Regions from separate parts of the Mus musculus genome. Here regions 1 and 2 are each linked to region 3. The links are chromatin contacts, called in public HiChIP or PLAC-seq maps. All regions are on one chromosome and are shown on one strand. The core of a region is the stretch at or near the end of the contact, and the rest is flanking DNA. Distances in the headings are between cores, read along the strand shown.

Region 1 (4,265 bases), core at 486-2,985, 1.3 Mb after region 3:
CTAAGTAACATTTTATCCACAGACCAGAGTCTTCTCAGCCCTGGTTGCCCCCACACAGAGAAGGAAGGGAGCGTTCCAAAGCAGGGCACCGGGTCAAAAGGCTGCAAGTTCTGCTCCAATGGCTTCTCGGGAAGCATCCGCGCACACCCAGGGGACAGACACACCCAGGGGACAGGTACCAGAGTTCCCAGCCGAGAGAGCTCAGCACCATCTCGTTTTCCTACTTCACATTGTGTCTTACAAAATCCATTCATACTCCACATGCTACCAGAAAACTTACTAAATGCTATTGGGAAACATCCTCTGGTTCCTTAGAGAGCCACTAGCCACGAGAGAACAGGCATCCGTGCTAATGCCAGCGTGGCAGCCTCTACCCAGGAAGCATCCCCAGCCTTGACTGCTTGCTCTTTATCTCATCTGTCTCACACTGGCTATGCATCCTGGACCACCAGTTCCTCTGTCTGCTTGGAGATGCAATGATTCGAGTCTGAAGAGGGAGAGAGAAAGGAGAATCTGGCACAATGCATGAGGCCCTAGAGTGTAATGGGACTTAGCTCATATCCCACAGAAATATATTCAAATATGTTAGCCATTCTTTCCTTGCTGAAGGACCCGCCCCACTCCTCCATCTGCTGCCTTCACTTCACACAGGACCCTGAAACTGCTGGCAGAGGCTATACCTCACGTCAGCCCCATGGCTGGTGGTAGGAGTGTGTGTGTGTTTGTGTGTGTGTGTGTGTGTGTGTGTGTGTGTGTGTGTGTGTGTCTGAGTCTGTGTCTGTGTGTCTGTGTGTGTGTGTCTGTGTGTGTGTCTGTATGTGTGTCTGTGTCTGTGCAAAGAAATGCAAGCCATTTCCTTGGCAAGCCAAAGGGTGACAGCATCTCCAGCCCCCCACCCCCCACGCCAAAGGGTGATGAGTGGCAGGGAGCATGCTCAGTCATGACCTGGGAGACAGGAGTGTTCTGCCCAACAAACATTGCGCAGAGTCAGAGGCCAAGCCTGATGCCTGGGCTGAATCCCCTCTACCCACAGGATGGAAGGAAAGATGACTAGCTGTCCTTTGACCTCCACATGAGCACCGTGGCACGTGTGCATGGTCACTCTATAACACATGATTAATTAATTAACTGTAAAAGATACATAGCTGATCCTTTGGGGAAGCCTCAGGATTAGGGGCTAGGGGTACAGTAGATTGCAAGATCTGTCTGCATCTTTCACCTAGAGGATCATATTCCTGTAAGAAACGTTGGTTGTCTTGAATTTTAACCATTCCCCCTCCCTCCTTGTATGTCTCAGGATATATTTTCTGGTCCTAACTGCTGATGGTGGGGCCCGTAGCCCAGTAGCCACAGCACTTCCAGGAAAATGCTGCCTCGCGGCCTGGCAGGGCTGCCAGTAGAGCTCTTGTCCACCAGGGGCCGCTGTTGCACAGCACATGGTGTCCCACAGAGCCCCAGTGTGAATCACTTAGGTATCCAGACTGCCTTGCAGCTCCAAAGCTTCAAATTCAGGTTGGAACCGATTGGCAGGAAAGCTGCAGCTCCCAGCTGGCACTCTGGTCAGTACTGGCCCACCATGTCAGTGATATCCTAGTAAAAGCAGAGGGAAAGTACACGGGATGGGAATGGGGGTGGGGTGGGGGTTTGATTCCACCCTTTCAAGCCTTAATCCTCTCTGCTCCTACCCAGGAGACAGACTGAAGTTAGACTGTAAGGGAAAGGAATGAGTCACACTCTTCAGAGAAGACTGGGTCAAGGTTTTCCCCTTCTCTGCCATGCTCCAGTCAGAGCTGACTGTGGCTCTGAGACGCTGGGTTCAGTCCCAGCCTGTTCCCAGGGCAGCTGAATTCATTGTCAGTTACAGGGTGGAAGCAAGACTTGAGTCCCAGAGAGGAGAGGGCAGGATCTGGGGGGTCTGTTTTCAGAGTAGCCCGTCTCTTAATCAAGAGCTTCTCCTGAGAAAAGAAGGGTCTGTGGGTCAAATCATCCAGAGGCCCCTCTCCCCACACAGCCTCACGTAACTATCAGGACTGGATCTAGCAAAGTAAGTCGCTGGCTGCCTTGTGCTGGCTGCCTTGTGCTAGGGCCGCACACTGTGGCCACTACTGCTGCTTTTGAATCGTGGAGGGGAGAAGGGATCTAAGTGGACGAGAGAGGACAGAGAGGACAAGCACGGGGCTCCCACTTTGGCCCTGTGCTTCCTGTTGTCTACCTTTGTCAGTCTTACTTGAACTTTTGTAAATCGGAATGGAGGTAGCCACCACTCCCTGCCTCACTTGAATAACAACTGTGAGATTCAAAAGGGCAACAGGATGGGAGAAACTGCTTAATTTCTTTTAAATGTACTATTTCTGACTCATGACCACCGAGCAGAGCACAGTGGGGAGAGACTTCTAGTAAGCAGGCAATGGAGCCCTCCCCACCGCTACCACCACCGAGCCCACTTCCTCCTGCCCAGGGTCTTTGCCTAGACCTCCCTGTCTCTATTTTCCATGCACCCCAGAGCGTGAAAGGTGAGCTGGCGTGTGATGTAAGCCGCAGTTTCCCTTCCCACGTCCACCCACACCTCAGAGACTTTTTCCTTGGACTTGAAATTAAGCTCTTCTGCTCTCCCCTGATCATCCTTAATTTCTTTATCGATTTTCATTAAACTCTCCCTTTGGCTCCAGGACAAAGTAAACTAACTCCTTATTTCCCCACAAAAGGGGGGGGGGTGATTGGGTAGAAACAAAAGAATGTTCTTCGGGAAGTGAGACTTTCTCTTGTCTAAGGCTAAAGGGAAATTTCTAGAACTGTCTTGAGAGCTGGCTAAAGTTGGCTGAGCACTGGGCTTGGAAAGTTCCTAACCTCTTACAGTCGTAGACCTGTGCCTTTCTGTTCTGCAGGTACCCAGCTCCTCATCTGAACCATATGTTCAGTTAGCACTAGTCCTGATCCTTGGTCCCATTCTTTGAGCCAGCAGTACCTGGCCCTTACTTTAGTCACACCTGGAACTCTTCTGTGGCTGTTGCAAAATCCTTGGCCCCCAGTCTCTTTGGGGGACAATGCAGAGTCTCTCTTGACCACCATGTAAGACAAACAAGATAGACATAGGCAGCATATGTCCCATGCACAGATTCCAACTGGAGACTCAGCGTATTGCTACCCTCCACCAGGAGAGGTAACCATTTCATTGCACAGAAGATGCCAAAAGTCAGAGGGAAGTAACTATCTCCTTGGGACTCTTTCTTCCTCCACAAACCATGCAGTTCTTAACAATGCCAGTCTGTGGTGTCAGGAGAGCAGCTCTGATCTGTCAACCTTGGGAGTTGGGAGTGTCTGCTCTCACTCCATTCTGGGATCTGGGTCTCCCAAATGTGGTCCTGAGAACACTACCATCTCTCTGGGCTCCCCTAATTCACTGAGCATGGAGCTCCTTAGAGACACAAAGTACCACAGATCAATGACCAGCCACAGTGTCCTTTGCATCTCCTATGAATGCTTTCCCCTGCACCTCTGTATACCCACTAGAACTAAATCTCCACTGGCTTTTTGGTTCTCTTTCACCAGGAATCCAGGAATTCTAGAAGTAGGGAGCCTCCTTCAAGTCACAAGCCAGCCTCCACTCTAGCTGTACTTTTGGGCTCTCCACACTTGGCCTTTGGAGCAAGCTGCTTGCCTTCTACCCTGAGCCTAACACAGGAGCAGTTAGTAAGACATGACTATCTGCCAAGGACCAGGAAAAGCATGGCTGACTTCTAGAAGTGTACTGATCCTGGTACCAAAACAGAGGGAGCCTATGGCTGAAGTAAACTAGATTTCTACAGGGAAGACTCCACAGGCCTTTCTAGAGAGACCTTCCCTAAACCAACACCTTGAGCCTAGCTCCAAGGGAACAATCCCTTTGTAGTCCCTATTTCAGAAGGGCTACATCACTTCCTCCTATAAACAGTAACCTCCCAGAGTCCAGTCTCTTCCAAAGCCCTTACCAATAATACTGCCCTGCCCACAATCATGAAAACTGTAATTCAGTCCCACTGTGCACTAAGTGCCATGCATACAATAGTCCCATGAGATTTCAGTGTTTTTAAATCAGGAAAATGTCCAAGAGGCTCAGGAAGTTATCCCAAGTAACTTGCAAGTTCTTCAAACTTAATAAGCATAGAGAATCAAGTTTAGATTCAACAGCCTGCCTCTCAACCTCTTCAGGGCTCAGCTGCACTGGAGAGATGGCTTCCCAACAGACACATGATGAAAGGATGAGTCTGAAGAGTGAGTGTTGGATA
Region 2 (4,441 bases), core at 602-3,101, 1.1 Mb after region 3:
AACTATAGTGATATAAACTCAAGTGGCTGTTGATCTAGATTCCACCTGAAGTGTGGTAGTGATGGGGAGAAATTGTCCTGAGAAACCCTTGTTATACATTTCCACCCCAATGCCCCAGCGTCTCAAGCACCTTTTACAGAGTCAAAGCCTGTCTTCATGGCACATCCTGTGGCCTCTCCAGCCGTACAACTACCTGACTTGGCAGCACTAGCCTCTTTGCTGTTCCCTGAACTTCTGAGATTGCCTCTGCTTGTAGCACTTCTTCCAGAGAACCCCACAGCCTCTGCCTCCATCCTGCTATCTTCAGCCTTCCCTTCTGCAGCATGACCAACATGTAGAAAGCAGAGCACACTCCCTGCTTGTAGGTTTCTGACAACGCTTTGACTTGTTCCCCCTCCACAGAATAGCATTTGACTTAACTTCTCTGGGAAGACTTCCTTGACTTAAAAAGAAAAAAAAAACTGACAATTAACTAGCAATTTTTATTTTCTTTACTTACATGCCAAATCCTAGAATTTGGAGTGTCCTCTCTGCCTACACCCAACTATTTGTCTGGTCATCCTGCCTTTCAGGACTTTCCAGTACTGAAAGTACTTCCTGTTTCCATGCCTCATCTCCCTTCTTGGCAGTACTTAGTGGCTTGGCTGATGGTCCTAGGTCCAGCTGTTCACGCACAATCTCTCAGCCCCACCACTAGCTTCTGCAGTTTTTTGCTGCTCCCAGGGATGGGGAAAGGTTCTTATAGGCCCACGGGCACTGTGCCTACCAGCTCTCCCTCTAGAGACTGAGTTGGCCCTGCTATAGTCGTGAAACAGTTTCTTGCTCATCTCCTTAACTTCTGTATATCCTTCACTCACAATTGGTTTGTACCTATACTTTGAGAACTCTGTCAGTCTATCAAGCCTAGGGAATGGTGATACCCACAGTCAACTGTATCTCCACATATCAATGAAGGCATTCAGGACAATCCCCAACAGACATGTCCATATTTTGACCTATTCTAAACAATCCTTCAATTGATATGCTTTCTCCAGAATCTAAGTTGTATCAAGCTGACAGTCAAAACTAACCATAATGCTATGATAACAAAGTGTTGCATGGTGTGATTTCACCATCTTCATTACAGGTGTCATTCCACCTGGACTTCTAAGAATGTACTTGTCTGATAAGACTGCTGATAGGTTTTGCTAAAAATCAACAGAGACATGTTGGGTATGTTTTATAATATTTGAATGGTATATCACCTACACATCCTTCACCCTTCACAGTATATATCACAGTATATATATATATATATATATATATATATATATATATATATATATATATATATATATATATACATACAAAAAACCTTGATTAAGTGAGAGTTGTTTTGCAGAAGTACATAGAGAGGCAAGTTGTCCAGGACTTTCTCTGACAAGCATGAGCTGTCTTCTGTGTGGGGATGGGACAGGGGAATAAATGAATAAATATCTCTTCCAATGCCCTGACAGAGACTCAGGCTTTAGCCCGACTTCTTCATCAACTGTGAGAAAGCCATTAAGGCTTTGTAAGCCTTTTCTCTGGGTTTCCCTTGAATCCATTGCCTGAATGTAGTCCTTTACCAGGAAACCCTAGCCCTCTTGCCTCCCATGTTCCTGGACAGAAACAAGGGAGATGTGGTGAGAAAACTTTCTTAGGGGGTCGGGTAACTGATACCTGCTCTGGGAAACCCTTTTCTTTCTCCTCACCCCCACAGGGCTGCAAACCCATGCCCAAGGCTTTCCTTGGAAGGCAACCCTGGGACCTGGGTGTGGGAGGCATAAAGGCTCCATTGTTCTTCCCTGGCAAAGGCGGCGACTGATGAAGTACACAGGGCAGGCTGCCCAGCCAAGCTATCTCCTGATGGTTGCTCTCAGAAGTCACTGTTAAAGAGATTTAGCAGACCACAATGTATCCTGAGGCCAGAGCAAACAGAGATATGCACGCAAATCCTCCTCCTCCAGTCTTCCACACTGTTGATCTATTTGAGAGAACTGTCGCTCATGTCCTCAGTGAAGCCTGAAGTAGTTGTCACTATGTGCAGGGCCACCTTTTCTCAGCTGCAGCATCTCACTAGGCCAGACAGCAGGAAGTGTAGAGTCTATTTCTGATCCATGGTGACAGAAGGTCAATAAAATGAGAGCAAGTCTGAGGCGATGTTTTCATTCCCTCTTCTACTCAGCACCTGCTTATTGGGTCCCTGAGCATTGGACACATAATGTTAACAAAACCCTGTCCTTTTCCTAGTCATAACACTCAGTAACAGTCACATAATCAGGTGACTACATTTTTTTTTCTTTTTAAACATTAGAGGATCCCATGTAGCCAAGGCTAACCTTGAACATCTGATCCTCTTACCTCCACTTCCCCAGAGCTAGGATTGTCCCGGATGTACCATGACACCCAGTTTATGTGGTGATGGTGATAGAACACAGGGCTTCACATGTGCTAAGCAAGCACTTTACCAACTGAGCCAACCCCTAGCCACATAGAGTTTATCTCAAAGTAGAGGAAGGCACACTCTCAAGGGAGTATAGAAGACAATGGCCAAGGACCCATTACCCTAACTACATGTTGGATAGGCCTTAACTTACTTTCTAAAGTTTTAGAACAAGTAGCTTCTTCTGACTTAGTCCTGACCAGGTTTGGAGGAGCTCACACAAGAAGAAGCAATGACGTGCCTTTGTTCACCAGAACATCTCTAGCTAGATGGCAATCTTTTAAGAGCTGGTTTTTCTAGAGCTAGGTTAAAATAGTTACCTATTAATATCCTTGTGGGCAGATCAAGATATGACTGATGTCCCGATATTCTGGTTATTAATCTAAATCAATTCTTTTGTTCTAGTACTTAGGTTTTATAGGCTGTTGAATATGAGGTAGGTGTCCAGTGCTGTTTTCTCAAAACAAAATAATATGTAACCAGGTACTTAACAATAATGGTTTTACTATTCTGTCTGATACAAAATGGAAGATCTCTTCCCAGATACTCCTGTTCAAAAAGGTATCCTTTTGGGTCACTGATCTTCCCTCCTAGCAGCATGGCAGACAGGACTCAGACCCTGAGAGATAACTCAAAACTCATCAAGATGAGCATGACAGATGTAACCACTGGTCACCAGTGATTTGTGACTTTAACTCAGCTGCATACTCTAGTCATAGAAGTCTAGGCAAAAAAGTTAAAAACTATGTTCCTCAGTCTAACCAGTAAAGTCAGGGTCTACATGGCTGAAGTGAGTCCCAGGTGTGAGTGTAGCTAATCTTTCCAGGTGATTTTAACATTAGAGCCAAAGTGAGAAGTTCTAAATGTTACCTACATCACCAACACAGAATGTTGAGATGACCTGGCCTCTAGTGCCATTACTAACTGCTTGGTCCAAATCATAACAGCATATTCGTAACTCTTAGAGTAACAAAGGATAGACGATAAATCTGTGGACAACGACTTTTAAGATATTATTTTAAGAAAGAGAAAAAAAATGGTGCTGTGTAAGAGATGTGTTTTATCTGAAACAAAGCGCCACGATCTTACTAATCTGAAAGGACCTCAGAGGTCGCCAAATGCCATCTCTACCTGCCAATTCTAAGCAATAGGATCAGAGATCAAATGAAAAGGGGTTTATACTCTTACAAAGAACAAAGCCAGGTGCTTTTTTTCTCCAAGGTCAATGGCAAAATACAGTGGTACCAGCACCCACTGACCACCAATTCGGGCTCCTCCCTGCTTCCTCTCATCTACATGATGCACCCAACAACACAGGCATGGCTCCAGGCTGTATTCTCTGCACTCAGGGGCCTCTTGAAGAGTATGCACGGGTCACTTTTATGTGCCCCCATGGAAGTCACAACTCACCTCTAGTCACTCAGATGCTGAAAACATCTACTTCACCCAAAGCTGTCTCAAGCTGAGGAGGCCTCTTCCCATCTGCCTCTGGCTCCCTCTTCCTTAAGGAGGTATAGATCTCACTGTATATCACATTTCTAATGGGATCAGATTCATCTTCTAAACATTTTGTAACTTATAGCATGTGGTTTAGACACTGTAGTTAAGCTTGCCTGCACGTAACTTCTCACAGAAACTCAAAATCTCATGTAGCTGAGGGGAACATCCAAGGAGCAGTTCTGCTTGCTCCATGGGCAAGCCAAGGGGGACATGTGAGGGACATAAGCCAAGAGCCTCAACAAGAACATCCTGCCTGGTGTGAAGTCTGCACTTCTACCCACCTTGAGATTGCTATCCCCTTTGCTTCTTATAGCACCCCCAGAAGCCTTTCAGATTATCGCCACCACCTGTTCGTGTCAGTGCCTCTAGATATTTGCTAAAGCATTGGCTCTAAGGAGAAAAGTTCACAGTATGTAGCCATAGCATTCTCCCAGTCCTGCTTGCTGGAGCATAGAGGATGAACCTGGCCTTCCAAAA
Region 3 (3,986 bases), core at 542-3,041:
AAATCACTGAATCAGAAAACCTTGCAGCAGATACTAACACATAAACTGATAGTTGATTTTCTAAAATTACCAGGTGTATCTTGAAAATACAGATGAGCTAAACAAACAAAAACATCAAGCAAGGTAATATCCAGTTAGCAGAAAAAATAATAACCATATATAATGGAAACTGAGTTAAGAAAACCACTGTTAAGGGACACATTACTGTATATAGCATAACAACAACAACACAGTCGTCTTTATGATAGTATAGGTAAAGTCACAGGTCCCAATCTTGAAAATGCAATTATAATCACCTATAAATCAACTATCAAGACAACAGTTATAGGATTTGAAATATATCAAAGTTCACCTGGCTAAAAAGTTGTTTTATTTCTGAGTCTATCAAAGCAAGAATGTGTGACATTCTCGGAATCAACTCACAGTTGATATTGGGAGGAAAACAATGTAACAGCTCTTTTACATCTACAATCTAGATCACTAAAAAAACCTAGACAAATTCCTAACAATGCAGAATGGCGGTATTAACAATGGAAGATCTAAATTCCAGTCGCAGGGAAGACAAGGGACATGAATTAATCTCACAGACAACCAGTCATCCCTCCACTCTTTTTTAATTGATTACTAATCTTCCTCACAAGGCTAAAATTTATTCTATTATTACAATTCTGGTCCACACCCCATCTTCCAACCAAAGGAGTGTGGTTCTTAGTATTCTCTCATTAACTACAAAATAATTCAGGGAACCTTTTATGGCTCACAAAGGACTTATGAAAGATGTCAAACTGCACTAAAAGTTACAATTCTGAAGCTGACAGTGTATGAATAAGCGAGACCAGCTTTCATCTGTCTCAAAGATGACTTCCTCATGTCCCCTTCCCACCAACTTCCCCATCAATGTTTCCAAGGGATTTCATTATAGAAGAACCTAATTTTACAAGTTACCTGCAGTTTCTAAACACTATGCTAGAGCTAAGACAAATATAAGCATCCTCTTTATTAATCTTCAATTCCAGTATCTGGCATTGTAGTCAGTACTGAACAGGTTAATAAGGGACAGTTTATTATTTAAACTGATGAGCTGAAGGCATGAGAGGGCAGGAAAAAGGTATCTGACATCAAAATGCGCTTCTGGGTCTCACTCCCTCTGACCTCGCCATTATTCCATCCCCAAACTGTCTACCACAATCTTCGGCTTAATATTGGTCTCTGTTTATTAAGAATGGTGTAGTTAGGGCAGCAATTACCAGTACACTGCAAAAAAGGATTCGGGCTGGAAAATTTGTCCAAATGTGACTGAACATTTCGCGATTGCCAGAGGAGCGTTTTAGACCAATGTCAGGACTATGACATATCTATCCTGAAATGACTAAGAAATGAGCTTCACCGGTTTCCCAAAACGCAAAGACATCTCGATTAAGCTCTTTTTCCTTTTCGACCCTTCTCAGGATTTCCTTCCTCAACCCCCGTTCCTACGCAGGTCTCTGTATCTCAGCTCAGGGCCTCTTCAATCCTTCAGATTCTAGTAGGAAAAGGAAGACATCCCTCGTTGCGCCCCCTTCCTTCGGGCGCTTCTTCCTCCATCCACCCTTCCCGGCCTACCCCAGCCTTCACTAGGCCTCAACCCTCATCCATTGTTATTTACATCGTCGTCGGGGGAGGCTGAACGTTTCACCCCGTGCGGGTGAGACTCCCGGGCAGCACTCATCGTAGCTGGGATCCTGACGGGGATATGCCAAACACACTCGCAGTTCTCCTCAAACGCGACACCAGCAGCCCTCACCCAGCCGCCGGACCAAGCAGCGCCACTCCAGAACGCAGAGCCCCCTCCGGCCCTTCACCGCTACAGTCGTCACTGCTGCGGCCGCTCGTCACCCTGGAGCACACCGGGAGTTGTAGTTTTTTTGGACTCACTCTTTACTGGCCTGACTAAGCCGTCTTCAGTGACTTAAACTACATTTCCCAGGAGGCCGAGCGAAGCATCTCGCGCGGCGTGGCGGGAGAGCCCTCGGAGGCTACGCTTTCTTCGGCGTGTAGAGGGAGCTTTCCCGTGGATGGGTATGGTGGTGATCGTTGGCGGAGAGCTTCGTTGCCACAGACAGACCTAGAGTGGGTTTTCGCCTTTTTGTGTGTGTGAGGTTCTGCCCTGTTAGTAAACACATTCATCATAGTTAAACACATAGACTTAAGTGTAATGTTTGAGGCTTTTTGAATACAAGTTCTCGGCCCAAGACAAAAACCTAAAACATGGCTTCTTCCCCCAGCCTAATGTGTGGTCTCTACTGCTCACACGGGATATTCTAACGTCTTCATTCTCTTCCTTTCCTTCCTTCCTTTCTTTTCTTACTGAATAGAGTTCAGTGTGAAGCTGAAGGCTTGTTAATTGGCTGTTTTGTTTTTCGTTTTTTTTCTAAACAGCTCCACCCCTCAGGAATTGTGGACCGTTTTCCACTGGGCTTAGTGTATTCTAGATAAGAGTGACCCAACTCTCTGATCCCTTTTTAAGGTAGATATTATTTGAAACTTCATCGACTGAAGTCTGTCTGCCAAAAAAAAATCCTGTATCTTTATTATTTTTCTTGGGGTGGGGGTGGGGGGTAAGTTTCCTATATAATAAACCCCTTTAAAGTTACAATACAGTAGCAGTCTCAACCTGTTTCAACTGTCTCCTCAGTCTAGTTGCAAGAGACCACCCCCACCCCGCCCCCTTAGGATGGATACATTCGCTGCCCTTCCCATTTGCAATCTTGTTTCTAGTTCCCTTTTCCTCATTTCCCTGCTCCCTTTCCAGCCCCAACTAAGCTTCCTGCAAGATCTTGTAGTCCAGTGTTCAGATACTGAAGATAAACTTCTGTATGTTATAGCTGAATTTGCATCCACAGGTGAACCTGACATACTGTCAGGATGACTTTCTTGCCCTTACTCATTCTGAAGACTTCCAGCCTTGATTTTTAAAAAGATTTTTTTTTCAAGTATAAACAAATAGTATGACAACAGTACATGGCTAGTCTTAAGTCCCCATACCGAGTGGTCTATGAGACACCTGTCAGTGTCTGTGCTCAGCAGTTACTCTAGTTGAACTACATTTCAGATGACGATGAACCACTGATAGAACTGTGCCCAAAGTGAAACCTGACTATGCCTGTGAACCTAGTGTCTGGGAGGTGGTGAAGGAAGATAAGAAATTCAAGATCATCCTCTTCTAAGTAATGTGTGGTTTGTCAGCCGAGTCTATAGTAAGACCTCCTCTCAAAATAAAAATAAAAAATAAAAATAAAATAAAAACAGTACCCCACCCCCCGCCCCTATCCCAAACATCAGGACTTAGAGCTATGCACACAGGGAAGACAGTTTCTTAATTTATGCAGTCATAGATCCAATTCCTTTATTTTTGAAGCAGAGACTAGCTTTTAAATAAATTATATAAAAATACGGTTAGAGCTATATTTAATAAGCCTAACCAAAACAAACTAATCTCTTATTTCTGTGTTAAACCACAATAAAGGAAAAAAAAAAACCCATGAAGAAAATATTTTTAGAAGTGGTTTTTTAGTCACTAAAATTAAAATATTTTACCTACTAACTTCATGACCCTACTTAGTTTTTATTTAACTTTTATAAATGCAATTACAATGGAATTCCATCGAGGTAACAAAGTAGGATGATTATAATTCACTTCAAATAGATTTGAAAAATTGTAATAAGCACAATTTAGAACTCTTAATGTTACTGGCAAAATAAGATGGCCCAGTAGCTACTTAAAGATAGCTAAGTGACTCTAAGATGAAGAGGATTATTATTAAGGTTAGTAAATATTAAATAATTTTAACTTTAGTAATAGATAAAAGTCCAGGAAATTTTAATGTGCTTTTTATTCACCAGATTTGTGGCACATCTGGATGGCTATGTGTTCAAGTTATCATAAAACATCATGGAGCAAATCAAACCTCAGAATAACATACTGTATTATTTGAACAGACTTGACT

What was found. HiChIP or PLAC-seq counts read pairs in DNA pulled down with a chosen protein or histone mark.
Region 1: an H3K27ac HiChIP or PLAC-seq map of embryonic stem cells shows a contact between it and region 3, with 3 times the contacts expected there. The contact joins the enhancer-like site here to the promoter of 1110004F10Rik in region 3. A contact is called at or near these places in 3 of 39 promoter capture datasets (cranial neural crest, hippocampal neurons and maxillary cranial neural crest) and 4 of 115 datasets of contacts at active chromatin or transcription factors (astrocytes, embryonic limb bud, embryonic stem cells and 1 more).
Region 2: a contact with region 3 is called in an H3K4me3 HiChIP or PLAC-seq map of stem cell-derived neural progenitor cells, with 4 times the contacts expected there. The contact joins the enhancer-like site here to the promoter of 1110004F10Rik in region 3. A contact is called at or near these places in 5 of 39 promoter capture datasets (the 3T3-L1 cell line, the C10 cell line, cranial neural crest and 2 more) and 3 of 115 datasets of contacts at active chromatin or transcription factors (embryonic forebrain, large pre-B cells and stem cell-derived neural progenitor cells).

The regions. Positions count from the first base shown.
Region 1 is chr7:114,814,886-114,819,150 of GRCm38.p6, reverse strand. All of the region lies in intron 7 of Insc (INSC spindle orientation adaptor protein), which reads right to left. Among named protein-coding and RNA genes, the nearest start is that of Gm24982, 15 kb to the left of the region's middle. Within about 2 kb of position 1,735, at least 46 of the 459 cell types and tissues checked have an H3K27ac peak or open chromatin away from gene starts, as enhancers often do. A contact at or near this core is called in embryonic stem cells, where this site is marked.
Region 2 is chr7:114,988,866-114,993,306 of GRCm38.p6, reverse strand. No RefSeq gene overlaps it. Among named protein-coding and RNA genes, the nearest start is that of Gm34225, 24 kb to the left of the region's middle. Within about 2 kb of position 1,851, at least 33 of the 459 cell types and tissues checked have an H3K27ac peak or open chromatin away from gene starts, as enhancers often do. A contact at or near this core is called in stem cell-derived neural progenitor cells, where this site is marked.
Region 3 is chr7:116,091,185-116,095,170 of GRCm38.p6, reverse strand. It overlaps 1110004F10Rik (RIKEN cDNA 1110004F10 gene), which reads right to left and starts at 1,791. Exons shown (of 5, transcript NM_019772.2): 1 at 1,646-1,791. The coding sequence starts at 1,708. 1700003G18Rik (RIKEN cDNA 1700003G18 gene) reads left to right here and starts at 2,022. Exons shown (of 4, transcript NR_029433.1): 1 at 2,022-2,109.